Regions from separate parts of the Canis lupus genome. Here region 2 is linked to region 1. The links are chromatin contacts, called in public Hi-C maps. All regions are on one chromosome and are shown on one strand. Each heading gives the region's core, a stretch centred on a gene start, on an enhancer-like site or on the middle of the called end of the contact. The rest is flanking DNA. Distances are from core to core; before and after follow the strand shown.

Region 1 (7,128 bases), core at 1,639-4,138:
GGGGCGGCCTTTGCTGCTTCATCCATATCATACCCTTTCTAGGGAAACTCCAGTCATTGGAGTTATAAAGGCTCTTCATTGGACAATCCACTTCAGCTCCAGAACACTCTGCCAGGTTTGGTCTTATCCTAAGAATCTACAGATCATTAGAAATTAGCCACAACTTGGTCTCAGTAGGGTTTATCTCATTGAAACATCTGAACTTCAAAGGTTAATAGAACAATTAAGCTTTTTTTTTCTCCATGAGGAAACAAAATTAAATTTCCGCTATGACATATTCACAAAAGAAATCCCCTCCCCCCCTTTATGGGAGAATCTGACTCACAGTTTAACCTAATCAAACTTACATATGAAGCCACCACAGTCAACAAAAACATTTTACGATCTGCAATCTAAGTAGAGCCTAAGGGGTTACTGACAATATCTCCCAGAGATCCTTTCTGGAAATTGGGTAAACCAGTCTCTTAATTTTAACTGCCGTGAAGTAATTGGTGAAATTGAACGAAGCCAGGTATCTAGTTGGGAAGAACGTGAACCCAGTTCATAGTTGGAGTAGAAATATGTAGAATTCTCACAGATCTTTCCAAGGAAGTTGGACAATAGGGAAAGAAAATGTCATTTGTGGCAGACTGCTGGTTGTCCTCCAATATTCATTTTCCCTTTCTTCTGTAGTAGTATGACATCCAGTTTTTATCTAGGCCTCTGTTGATTCAGAAAAAAAGCTGCTAGTTTAGAGTTAGTTGTGGCCAGTAGACTAAGTGTTGCTCAATATAATGCAAATAAAAGTAATGTTAGAGTTTCTGGGATGTGTTCTTAAGGGAAGGGGCACAGCCTTCTTTCTTTCTTTCTTTCTTTCTTTCTTTCTTTCTTTCTTTCTTTCTTTCTTCCTAGGTGAAATGAAGATGTGATGGTTGGAGCTGTAGCAGCTATTTTGAACTATGAGGGTGACCTTAGCAATGGAAATTAAACACGTAAGAGTAACAAATAGAAATAACTTGGCTCTCTCACATGGGAGAGCCCTATATCACCTACAACCAGACATTTATGTTGATCAAAATTCTGACCACCATCTAGATGTAAGTATTAACCTATGCAGAGTTATATGGTGGCTATAGAACCATCTTGGTAAGATTTCTGTTTGCAGATTTTGTAAGTAAAGGTTTGTTTCAACTAATTTTAAAAAATCAGATCCATATCATGACTTAATATAAATTAATATTTGCAAATATGTTTGTCTTATGTTGCAAGAGCCAGGATTTTAAGTTAGAATTATATTTTTCATGAACTTATGTATTCATTGTGTATATTAACATTTCACTTAGAAGCCAATTTTTATTACAGTACCTTAAAAGGTTATTTTAAAAATGCCTTCTCTCTCTTTAAAAGATTTTATTTGTTTATTTGATATATAGAGAGCACACAAGCAGGCAGAGCACAGGCAAAGGGACAGGAAGAAGCACGCTTCCTGCTGAGCATGAAGCCCCATGCAGAGCTCCATCCCAGGACCCTGAGATCATGACCTGAGCTGATAGCACAGTTAACTAACTGAGCCACTGAAGGACCCCAAAAGATGCTTTCTCTTTTAATTAAAACCATTCCACTTAATTTTTGCAAAGAGCATAGGTGCACTTTTTTTGGCCTATTTTTTGCAAAATTGCTATTTTTGCTTTCACTTTCAGATTGAATAACATTTAATTTTCTTTAGATGTTTTATTTATTTATTTATTTATTTATTTATTTATTTATTTATTTATTTATTTTTTACTGCTTTCTTCTGGTAAAGAAAGATTTATTGTAAGACTTGGACTTCACATTGACCAGAGGTCACTGGTGATCTGGAGAAGGTAGAGGAAGCATATTTGAATTGAAATGGGGAGAGAGTATGAAGTGGAGATACTGCCTTTGGAAAACTGTTTCTTCCAAGTTTTTCTGTAAAGTGGATAATCAAAATGTCACATGCTAATAGAAAGATTTGGTAAAAGGGACTTCCAGGAGCAGTTTACCGCCACAACAAAGGAGCCATTATACGCAGGGCAGGCTGCTGCATCCTGCAAGGACGCTAAATCTTAATTCCTGAGTGTCTGGCTCATTAAGTGCCATTGTAGAAGTGAAAACGTCAGAAGGATAAGTTAATTAATTAAAAGGATAAATCGCCTCTAGTTGGGTTAAGTAGGAAAAAGCCTTATGAAGGAAGGAGAGGGCGTTTGAAGTTACTCATGTATTTTTTTGTTGTTGTTGTTGTTCTAGAAGTCAGCGTCAAGGTCAAATCTTCACAAGGTCTGATGATGTCTTACGACGACGTCTCTGTGGGTGTAAAGCTTGTCTCCTTCGTTAGACGGGCTCTGGACCAGTGCCTGGCACAGAACAATCACTCAATATATATATAGATATATGCATAAAATATATATATATATATTTTAATTCAGAGAGAGAGAGAAAGAGAGGGAGACAGAGAGACACAGGCGGAGGGAGAAGCAGGCTCCATGCAGGGAGCCCGACGTGGGACTCGATCCCGGGTCTCCAGGACCACAGCCCGGGCTGCAGGCGGCGCTAAAGCTCTGGGCCACCCGGGCTGCGCACGATCCCTCGATATTGAATCATCATAATAAGGATACTGTTGTGCTAGTGACTAGTGAGCGCACGAGCGAAGGCACGAATGCACATACGCGGTAGTACGTGGCCGTGAGCTCCTCGGGGGTGCTGGACGCTCTCTGGCTCAGCCCTGAACCCTGGCCTCGCTTGGGCACAGGGCGCCCCGCCGCGCGGCCACGGGGAACCCCTAGAGGGCGGGCGGGAGTGACGGCTCCGGCCAGTAGGGGGCGCCGGCGCGCGGCCGGGCCAGGGCCCCCCAGCGCCGCCCCGCGCGGAGCCCGACCGCCGCGGACGCCATGCGCGCGCTGCTGCCGCTCCTGCCGCTCCTGCGCACGGGCTGGGGCTGGCGCGCGGGGCCCCCCGCTGCCGCCCGCGCGCCCCGGGGAGCGCGCGCAGGGCCTGGCCCGCACCGCGCCATGGCCTCGTACCGCACGGAGGAGCGCGGCCGGCCCCGCTCCCCCGGGTACCGCCTCTTCTTCCGTGAGTAGCTCGCGGGGGGCCCCCGGCGGGCGGCGCGCAGGGGAGGCGCGGGGTGGGGCCCGGGCCTCCGAGCGGCCTCCTCCCTCCTTCCCCGGCCGCGCGGGGGTGGCGGAGCGGCCGAGGCCCCCCATCCCCCGCCCCCGCTGCGGCGCGGGGCTCCCGGAAGACAGCGCGGCCCGGCGCGCCTCCCCCGGGCCCTGCAGCGGGGCGGGCGGCCGCGAGCAGCGCGTGTTCTGGGGGCGCGGGCGGGGGCGCGGGCGGGCGGGGGCTCCCGCGAGGGACCCGCTCCCGGACGCCGGCATTGATGGTCACGTGTTTGCACCCCCAGGCCCGGGTCTCCTCTGACGGGCGCGGCCCGGGGCGCGAAGCGAGGTGCAGGGATCGCGGCGATTTCCTGAGTCAGGAAAGGACCCAGGTCGCCGTCACTTATGCTCCTTTTTCTTGGCGCCCACACATTCCACTGTGTGTCGGTGACAATAGCCAGATTGGAAGACTTGCTTTCGTGCCTCACTGATTTCCGAGCCCTGAACGGAGTAGTACTTAAAAAAAAAAAAAAAAAAAAAAAAAAAAAAAAGATTTCATTTATTCATGAAAGACACACAGAGAGAGAGAGAGAGAGATGCAGAGACACAGGCAGAGGGAGCAGCAGGCTCCATGCACCGGGAGCCCGATGCAGGACTCGAGCCCGGGACCTGGGGACCACGACCTCAGCCAAAGGCAGACGCTCAACCACTGAACGACCCAGGCGCCCCCCCCCCCTTTTTTTTTTCCTGTAAAACCTTTTCTTGCCTTAATTCCCATCTTTTAGGAGCACCAGCTTCGGAGGCTTTCAGAGCGAAGCTCGAATCCTGAAGTTTCCAGCTCTTAGCTCTGTGACCGAGCGACCCCGGACGAGTTTTTTCTTAACCTGCCACGCCTTGCCTTTTTTTTTTTTTTTTTTTTCTTATCTGTAAAACAGGGCTGTAAGAATTTCATGATAACGCGTATGGAAAGTGATGAGTCAGTGCCTGTAATATCAATTATATTACAGGTGATTAGTCAGAGCGTCCACAATATAAATTATACTACAGGTATTATAAGTAATACCTGTAATCATTCTTGATACCTGTGATTTACAAAATGCTTGACATCTCTTACACGAACTTAGGATGGAAGAGTAGTATTTTATGGGAGAGAAGAGGGAGATAGTATAGCTTTGCGATTATGAATGCAACTGATGCTAAAATAACCAGGGTCTTCAAAATTGATTGCTGTTTCCCCCTATGGTACATGTTCTTTCCCGTTCTTGTTCAGTCAGGACTCATCAGGTGGTGGACAGGAACCCTTATCAAGACGTCCCAAATTCTGAATGGAATGTGTTCCAGTAGGTTATGTATGGTGTGATGATTTTAATGTAGTTTTGGAATATAGGTGAGGTTTGGTAGGAGTGAGATCCCAAGCGAGGACCAAGAAAGATTTCTTGAGGCATCTTTGGTCCAAAATGGTGGTTTTTATGAAAACACGGAGAGGGACCCTGGGGCAGGAAGGACTGCTGTCCTGGGCTTTGAGGGGTAGCTGATCATGTATCTGGGAGTTGGGGGAGGTAAGGAAAGGGAAGTTTCAAAAGGATTTTCATATGCTAAAGAGGACCTAGAAGATACTGGAGCTCTTGCCATAGTCAAGTTAAGGTTGTTTTTCTCTCTAGTAAACCATTAACATTAAGACAGTAGGGAGTTTCCTTCTGGAATTTAGGTAAGGATGCTTTTTTCTTGTAAGTCACTAAGGCATTTTGTAAATGGTGGGAGACTCCCGTCTCTAGGACTATAATAGCTCTAAGCTAACTATTTGTTTTTCCTTTCCTTTAGCTTTAGGGCATCCAGGAGTGCCTGAGGAATGTCACACCCGGGGGTGGGGTAGGGGTGGGGAAGGGGGGTTGCAGGGTGTGAGCTTCTGCTTTGTCCTCAGCTAGCCTTTTGTTCCCCATCAATTTGGGGCACAGTTTCCTGTAGAAAGAGTGTTGTGAGATGGTAGTTAGGTTGTTAGCTCGTCTAAACGCATAACATGGGGAAAATATTCTAGATTTGCAATAAGTACAGCAATAATGGATGAAGAAAGTAAATATTTATGAAGCGTGCTAGATACTGTTAGACACAGCACTAAGGAGATTTATGGGCCCTGCTCTCAAGAGAGCCATAATATCCATATAAATAATTAAGGAAAAATATGTAAACACTAAAAAATATTTTACTTGAATGTTAACTGATAAGAAAAACACTCTTGAGAAGCCGGGGGCATATGGCCTAGTTGACATTGCACTGGCTTTGAAATGACAACTCCTAGGCCTTCATCCTGACTTTGCCATGAACTCTGTGTTATTTGGGCAGGTAATTCCCTCATTTCTTGTTTTTTGTTTGTTTGTTCGTTTGTTTTACCTGTAAAATAATGCAGTAGACCTAGCAGTGATCTTCAAGGTCCTTCTCAGTGCCAATTATCCTCGAAAGCATTGGATAAATATTAAGTATTCTAACATTCTCCCCTGGGGCAAGGCTTCTCTCAGTGCATTTCCAAGGCTATATTGGCCTTTCACTGTGGTTTGTTTCTTTAGCTACAAGTGTACTTAGACGATTTTTAAGTAACTAGAATGCCAAAAGTGCTTTTTTTTTTTTTTTTTTTTCACTGAGAATAAATGATAGAAAAGAGAAGGTTTTACTGAAGCAAATGGGTAAGAATTAGAAGAGTGTGGTTTGGGGGAGGGCCCAGGAGGTGAGCTACTAATTGGAAGGGATGTCACATTAAGCAGTTCCTGATCTAAACCGCCAGGGGGCATGCTTGGCTTGGGGCTGTTTACTGCTTGCTGGCAGGGGAGGACAAAGTGAAAGGAAGCCCCTTTAAGGTAAAAGAGTAAGAGGAAAACTGAACAAATAGTTTCGTATAAAAATGGTCTCAAATTGGATATTTTGACCTTTGGCAATGCAGGACTAGGGTGTAGTTCTACAGCACTTCAAAGAAAAACCTGGGCAGCCCAGGTGGCTCAGTGGTTTAGCGCCGCCTTCAGCCCAGGGTGTGATCCTGGGGTCACGGGATCCAGGCCCAAGTCGGGCTCCCTGCATGGAGCCTGCTTCTCCCTCTGCCTGTGTCTCTGCCTCTCTCTCTCTCTCTCTCTCAATACATTTGTCATGAATAAATAAATAAGATCTTTAAAAAAAAACAAAAACAAAAAGAAAAACCTGAATGTAGCACAACTTGGCTGAAAAGTGTTACTCAGCATTATTACAGTGGAATCTTTTCCCACATTTCCAAATATATCCCAGTTCTCTGAAATACCAGTACACTCAGAGGTAGACCATTTTGAGCTTCATTTCTGTAAATGGTTTCTCTATACTGCCACTCAGAAGAACCAGAGTAAATGATAGGTTTAATACTTTTTTTCCCCTGGTTTTCCTTGGTGTTGGAGTTTGTAGAAACAGTGTTGAAGTGAGACAGGATGATAGAGGGGAAAGAGTGTCCTGGCAGGAATCATCAGATCTCCTTGGTACCAGCCTTGGCCATTTATTAAGTTCCTTTGTGGCCTTGACTGAATCATTTATCTGTATCTCAATTTTATTAAACCATGGAAAGAGGAGATTGGACTAGATGGTCATTTTCCAAAGTGTGCTGAGTTGAGCAAAAACATACCATAGAATATTTAAACACAGTCCTTCATGGTATTTGATAAGTGAGCAGAACACTTCCCATTTTATCACCTTCTTAGAGAGTCACAATGTGCATAATAAACTATGCATATAAAAATTATGCACAATGCACATTTTCTGGGAAATTCTGATACAAAGTAACTTGTCCTAAACGTTTGAACTCCAGAGCCCTTATCTCTCAGAACATTTGTTAATATCTTAGTGACTCTAGAGTTTCATGGAATTCAGTTGAGGAAGTGCTGGGTGAGATGATTTCTGAAACTTCTAAAAAACAAGTGTGTCAAAGAGTTTTAGACTAATAGTCAAAACACTTAGATGGTAGGCCTAGCTTGACTGTCTTGGGCATCACTTGACATCCCTCAGCTCAATTTCTTCATCTGCAAAA
Region 2 (7,128 bases), core at 1,876-4,375, 290 kb after region 1:
GCCAGATATCATTAAAGTCATAGCTGGCAAATCTGTGGATTTAAACAAAACAAGGGAGTCTCTTTGTTCCAAGTTAATTTCTCATTAACCATTAGTTCAATAAGAAAATAAGGAAAACAATATTGCAATTTAAGAAAATGATCTATCTTGTTATTGTCCACTATCACTTCCATAAAATTCAATTGCTCAAGAAGGGCAGTCCTATACTATGAAATTCTGAGAATATCCTGAGGGTACTATCACACATAAATGAAGAATGGACATTATGTTCATTATAGTCAAGTATTCTATACTAGTTCAAATAATTTCTCTTTTATAATAGAAGAGAAAGTGGTACTTATATTGAAAATGGTAAATAATGTACATCTCCTCCTTATAATAATGTAAGCCCCTTATACAATATTAATTAGCAGCTATTTTCAGCATACAAATAGGATACATAAAACAACAAAAGAGTCTAAGTTTGATAGGAAAGAACACATCTTCATAGTCACAATAAAAATAACTAACAATGTAGGTATTCTTATTTACCAATATGAGTGGAAAATGCTACACTTATTTAGTTGAATAACTTGAAGACAACACAAACCACAACATTTGGAAAGTCCAAAAAAGCAGTTAGATACTAGTCTGCTAGCAAAAGGAACTGTTTCTCTTTAAACCCTGAATTACTGCAATAATTAATCATAGTTTTATCAACAAATAGTAGGCATTTATGTTAAACTCCTAAATATTTTCCTCATTATTTTACGACAAATAAAAATTAACCAAATGAGCTGTTTCTGATCCAGAGATGAGTAATACTATTCCCTGATAATCATGTGAAATAACCTTTGGTATCAATGATTAAAGTAAACTTACCTGCTTTTTTCAGAGATCAAAATAGAAAAAGTTACAAAGTGAACTCCTGAGGACAAATGGTTTTGGAAGTCTGATTTATGGAGCAATGTCCATTACTGTGCTCTTCCTCCTGTCCATCTTTTAATCATATACATGCCTTCTAAACTTAAGTTCGACTTTCCAACCCTTCACTAACACTTCCCTGCTTCATAACATTAAAAAAAAAAAACCTCAATATTTATTGTGTTGAAATTTATATTCCACTTCAAACCTATTATGAGACACACATGCAAACATGTAAAAGAATATAACTCTCCTCCAGTATTTCAACTTTCCATTAAAATGCAAATATAATGATTTCATTAACCAGGCAACAATACCCACAGTCTTAAACCAAAGCAAAGCAAAACAGTATCTTTTCTCTTTACATCCCAACTTCCTCTCGGGAATAATCTTCCTCTTATGTTGGATCGTTTGTTGATGAATATTTTTTATTTGGATTTGCTATCATTATCCCTTATTGGAGAGGTGAAAGCATAATATGAGACTTTAGATTTTAAATTCATGGATGTATCCTAGTCCCTACACAGGAAACTATAAAAATATTTCAGTAAATTTTAAGCAAGTAACTGGAAAATCACCCTTCTTTCAATTCCTAAACATTAGATGGAGGGGGAGGGGGCGGTGGGGAATCACTCAATGCAATTAAAAGTATGTCATGAAGGCAAAAGCCAGTAAATAATACTTAATATGTCATATTTGACCTTCCCAGGAGTCTATCCAGGCCACACTTTATTTTGCCATAGGTAGAGAACTCTCCCTAGAAACTGTTAGTTTAATAACAGAAGACAAGCAGCCCCAGCGAAAAGATTTGGCAAGACTGGAGAGAGAGAGAGAGAGAGAGAGAGAGAGAGTGTGTGTGTGTGTGTGTGCGCGCGTGTGTGTGAAGAAGGAGAAGGAGGAGAAAAGAGACACTCGGAGAGAAAGGCAGATAAATAAAAGACCAAAGAAAAGAGAGCAACCAAGACAGAGAGAGAAATTTGGATGGGACTGTTAGAAATCAGCTCCCTACTTCTCGGTTTCTTTGCTGGGATTGGGTTTCATTTCTTTGGGCGCCCCTGACCTTGCAGGCTTGCAACTCTCAACTCTGCCCCCCTCCTCCCGCCCGCCCGCCCCCTCCCCCGGCCTGCGCCTGCCTTTGTGTCTGCCTGTCACTTACCGGGGAACCCAACGAAGCTGATTCGGGAGAAGCACAAAGCCAGGACACAGATTTGCCCACAAATTCTCTTACACCCCGTCCCCAGGCTGGGAGGCGCAGCCCATCGCGGAGCTGATGGACCCTGAGAAAAGTGGGATCTGGTCTTTGGGGTGGGGGGGGGGGGGAGGCCAGAGAAAACTCTTCTCTCTCCCTCAGCACCACGCGCAAAAGGCGCGGACTTAAGGGAAAAACAAAACCCCGCTCGGTGTCCTAGGGTCCCACTCCCCGTGACATTCGCGCAGCTCGTCCCCCAGAAAGCGGACACGGGGCAGAGGGGGGCGGACGCGGACGCGAACCCGCAGCCAGACCCCGCAGCAGATAAAAAGGGTCGAAAAACGCTCGGTGCGGACTTCTTTCCGGGGTGGGTTAGGTCAAACCAGAGACGGGTCTGGCTTGCAACCAGGCAAGGGGGTCGGGGAGGATTCAGGGGGAGAGTAGTGCCCCCCGAAGCTGAACTATTTGAGAAAGGAAAGCAAAGGAAAATCACTTTCCGGAGGATAAAAGGCCGGGAAGCCGGCGGGTCGGAGTCACAAAGGTAAGTTTCCTGGGTAGGGAGGAGAGGAGCACAGGCAGGGGAGAGGAGAGAGCACAGAACTACAGGTTTGGGGGGGGGGGGGGGGATGGAATAAAACTATATTTGTCAGCCATGTTGAAGAGGCTCCAGTAATTTGTGAAGCTTCCCTCTTCCCTCTTGGTATTTGTGGGTGACACTGCGGGGTCTGCTCCCCAGGCCCTGGAAGCCCGCGAGAAAGCAAGGGGGGGAGGAAGGGGAGAGTTTCGCGGCATAAGAGAAGCGCTCTGACCTCGTTCTCGTGCCTCAGCCTTGCAGCAATCCAGCAGTTGCAGTCGGGTCTCCTTTCTAACAAATCCTAAAGGGCAGCCATCTTGCTTCCTTCTGCTTCTCTACGAAAGCAGCCTAGCCTCCGCATCAATATTCATAAGGCAGTTTGACGTCTGTTCTCATCACTCGGCGGGGCCGGCGTCTCGGGGCGGCCTCGCCGAGGGGGCGGACGTGACTCGCATGCGAGCCGGGCCTGGGCGCGCGGCGCTCGCGGGGAGGCGGCGGCGGCCGCCCGAGCTCTGGCCGCAGCCGCTGCTGCCGGCTCGCCTCCTCCGCCCGGCCTCCCCCTCCTCCCCCTCCTCCTCCCCCTCCTCCTCCTCCGCCCGGCTCGCCTCCTCCCCCGCAGGCCTCCACCTCCTCCACCTCCTCCACCTCCTCCACCTCCTCCACCTCCTCCACCTCCTCCTCCTCCGCCCGGGCCGCCGTCGCCGCCCTGGGGCAGCCCGGGCTCCCGGGGAATCAGCCCCCCTCCCGGTGCCTCCCGCACAAAGGCCGGCGGCACCTGGGGGCAGCACAATGGGGCGCTCAGTCGCGGCCGGGGCTGCCCTGGCGCCGTGCGGTGGAGCCCGGGGAGCGGCGCGCCGGGATGAGCGCGGGGCGGGGGGGGGGGGGGGGAGGTCCAGCTCCCGGGCGCGCTGCCAGCCGCCGGGGCACCCCGGGGAGCCTCCGACCTGCGGCCACCCGCGGGGGGGGGGGGTGAGGGGGCGGGGGCGGCGCGCAGCCGGGAGGTGGCGTGGGTGCGTGGCACAGCGATGGAGACCCCAGACTAGCCTTTTCAACTTTCTGTCAGCACCGCGCTCCACCACCCGCTTCGAGGTGTGTGCGCTCCCCGCACCCCTGCAGCTCCCTAGCCCTTCCGCCCCCCTCCTTGCAGGTGCGCCCGCACACGCCCCCGCGCGCACCCACCTGCGCCCGGCGAGGCCCGCACCCCCGCCCCCCACCCCCCGAGGTGCGCCCGCGGCCGCCGCGCCCCCCGCTTGGGCATCCTCTGCGCGGCCCCTGTCACCTCGCTCGGCGGAAGAGCTCCCCAGCCTCGCCGAGGGCATGCCCTGAGTGCTTTAGGGGCCTGTAGTTTTAAAGACTCTACAAATTAGGAAATTGACCGAGTCCCGCTTCACCCCGCCCCGGCCCACCTTCTGTTTACTTTTGCCACGTGGGCCGGGAGGGAGAGGGATTCCTACAGACCGACACGAATTTCTCGCCAGTGACTCCACGTCTCGCTCGATTCGGTCGTAAGAAATAAACCTGCGCTTTCAAATGCTTACGTTTTCTCCAGTAAGAGCCTCTATTTTGAGGAAAGTTTCTACCCGTACGCATAATTAGGTAACGAAGAAATCGACCCAGGAAAACACCGAATTCCAAGTGACCGACGCTCGATATTCCCTGACGTTCCGGAGTCTGTACCTACGTCCTCCCATGGACAGATGGTCTTTCCTATTGCCGACTAACTTTAATTCTCTTTTTATGCCCCTTTTCTAATCACAACATTTTCATTCGAAGATAAGAATAAAAAACCCAAACTCTTAAGAATCATTACATCAGTAGTTGAGATTCGCCGTCCTCTACAAGAAGTTTTCACGTACTGCTATTCAACTTTTACGTAGATGTTTCGGGCACACTTCTATAGGATCAGTGCATTGTGATCACAATACTTTTAAGTCAACACAAGTTATTTTGTGTAGCCCATCTTCTCTCTCTTTCTTTCTTTCTTTCTTTCTTTCTTTCTTTCTTTCTTTCTTTCTTTCTTTCTTTCTTTCTTTCGAAGTGAAGACGTTCCCTAATTTTTATGAACTCGGAATATTCCCTCTGAAAAGAGTTAAAAAGGGAAACTCTTTCTATGTGTCACATTGTTACTAAGAAGAACGTTTAGAGGTTTAGAGCGTGTTCTAATGAAACATTGTATATTCCATTGTGGGACAGAGTTCACTCAGATTTCTGATTTTGCAACGAGGCAAAAATCATTCATTTTTCCTTAAGCATTTCATGTGAGGTTGAATTTCTGTCTTTTCTAACTGTACACTAATGTGTCATGGAGGTCTTGGCAATTGTTAGTGGACTTTAAGCTGTTTGGGAGGTTCCTTCTAATTTTTTGTGTTGTTGTCAAGTCCAGAAAGTAAAGTTTTCCAAAGCTATGACATATACTTATGTAGTGCACAGTACAGCAGAATTGTTGAAAGCATGGGCTTTGGAGTTGGACAGGAATTATTGAATCCTGACTCCATCCCTTACTGAGTGGGTGGCCTTGAGCATGTTACTTAACTCTGTGTGTTAGTTTCCTCATGTGTTAAGCACCCTTTCAAACAAAAAGGTTGTGAGGATTCAGTAAGATACTAGATAAATGTCTGGGTAGTTACTACTATTACCAATAATAAACCATCTACATCTAGAAGTTTCTCTTAACAGAAATACATAAGAAATTATATGCCTTTTTATATTGAATAATGTGTGGCAAATATTGTATTCACATGTGTTTGATATAAATAACTGCATGTTCCCCTAGTTGTTTATGTTATAATTGGGAAAATGATCTTTAAGGTCACCCCTTTCCCATTTCATCTTTTAAACCTCTCCCTCTGTTGTAACAGGTGGTTCTTGTCTATCTGGAATCATACTTGGCTTACAGTTGGTTTTGCAACAGGCCCTGAACCTTTTCTTGCCAACTTCTTTCTCTGCACCCTCACCCCACCCTTAACCACCACCACATTTGTTAATTTAAAAGAACATACATTACTTCTCTTGGCCATTGTGACTTTTCAATAGCAAAAGGAAGTAAAATTCTGAAGGTCTCCAACTGTAAAATATGTTAATGAGATTTTATATTGTTGATTTGAAAAAAACCTCTTGCTTAGTTGCTATTTCTGGGAAAGAAAAGATATAGTGTACACAACCAGTTATTTACTGGACATTAGTGCATTTTTTCCATGTGTAACTCAGAATCACATTTTATTAGTTGTGTGCCTTCTTGAGATTCTTCCTATAGGTGTGAATAATCTATTTTAAAGGGTAATTTGTAGTTTTAACACCAGTCAATTGTTGTCAAATTCCTTACCATTTTTTTCTCAAACTAGAAATAGCAGCACTGCTCCCACAAAGAGAAATTCTCGCTTCCTCAACAGAGAAAAAAGACTAATAGAACAAGTTCCACGGCATGCATTCTGCGTTAGAAAATTGACTTGATTGGCCTGGGCACCTGCTGTCTAACTCAGTTGCTCAGTCTCTAAGCCTCTTAGGGTGGAGGCAGCTTCCTGACTGCTGGGTCCATTAAAGAGCTGACAACAGCAGCTTGCTTTACAATGCAAATTTCTTATAGTGTACTAACAAAACAAAACAAACAAAACAACAGCCCCTCCCCCCCATGCATTCTTAATTTCCTCTCCACCTGCAAAATAGGAAATTTTCTTTAAGGACTTGGTATTCTCTTTAACAGAAATTGTTGTGACCCATATTGTTTTGGAAGAATTACAGTGGTTCAGCAAAAACATTAAATCATGGCCTGTTGTTTCCCATCTCCAAAAACGTATTTCTGAAGTACGACACAATAAAGATTCTCTGCATGCTTAAAAGACAATTGACCTTCAAACAGCGCGGCAGTCGTTGTTGTGAAGGGGCTTTCTTGTTTCTCTTGTCTGGTGACATTACTACACACCATCCCAAGGCAAATGTCTAACATAGGTAGAACACTAATTTTAAAAGTTTCCTATGAATGAAACATTTAGACATAACACTAACTTAATGATATAAATATTATTGATAAAAAACCATTACTGTCTAAGGCCAGAGATCATAATATAATGAGGTCTTGATAGAGTCTCCTTTAGTAATATGATTTCTATTTTTTTCTGACCTTATGTCATATGTCTAACTTCTCTTTCTATAATTTGGAAATTTTTAAGATAGATACAAATGATACAGATAAATAGATACAAATGATATAATCCTAACTTACTCAAGTGCCAGCCAATGTGTGAACTGATATAATGGGTGCAAAGTGAAATGTCAGATAAAAACTTAAAAGTCTAATCCTGTTAAAATATTGCTAAAGGCATTATAAAAAAATATTAGGATCATTAGTGGGATAGACATCATGGAAATGCTTTTGGAAGGATAGCAAATATGTTACCAGTATCAATCTCTTTTCTCCTCATCAATTCTGATTTTACAATCTAGTAACTACTTGTTTTTATTCTTT

What was found. A called contact is a pair of places that touch in the nucleus more often than the background predicts.
Region 2: a Hi-C map of amygdala shows a contact between it and region 1, with 5 times the contacts expected there. The contact joins the promoter of TET2 here to the promoter of PPA2 in region 1. A contact is called at or near these places in 2 of 9 Hi-C or Micro-C datasets (amygdala and blood).

The regions. Positions count from the first base shown.
Region 1 is chr32:13,570,984-13,578,111 of UU_Cfam_GSD_1.0, forward strand. PPA2 (inorganic pyrophosphatase 2, mitochondrial) reads left to right here and starts at 2,889. Exons shown (of 12, transcript XM_038582455.1): 1 at 2,889-3,072. The coding sequence starts at 2,889.
Region 2 is chr32:13,862,630-13,869,757 of UU_Cfam_GSD_1.0, forward strand. It overlaps TET2 (methylcytosine dioxygenase TET2), which reads right to left and starts at 3,126. Exons shown (of 11, transcript XM_038581992.1): 1 at 2,902-3,126. LOC111093640 (a long non-coding RNA gene) reads left to right here and starts at 2,260. Exons shown (of 2, transcript XR_005382737.1): 1 at 2,260-2,633.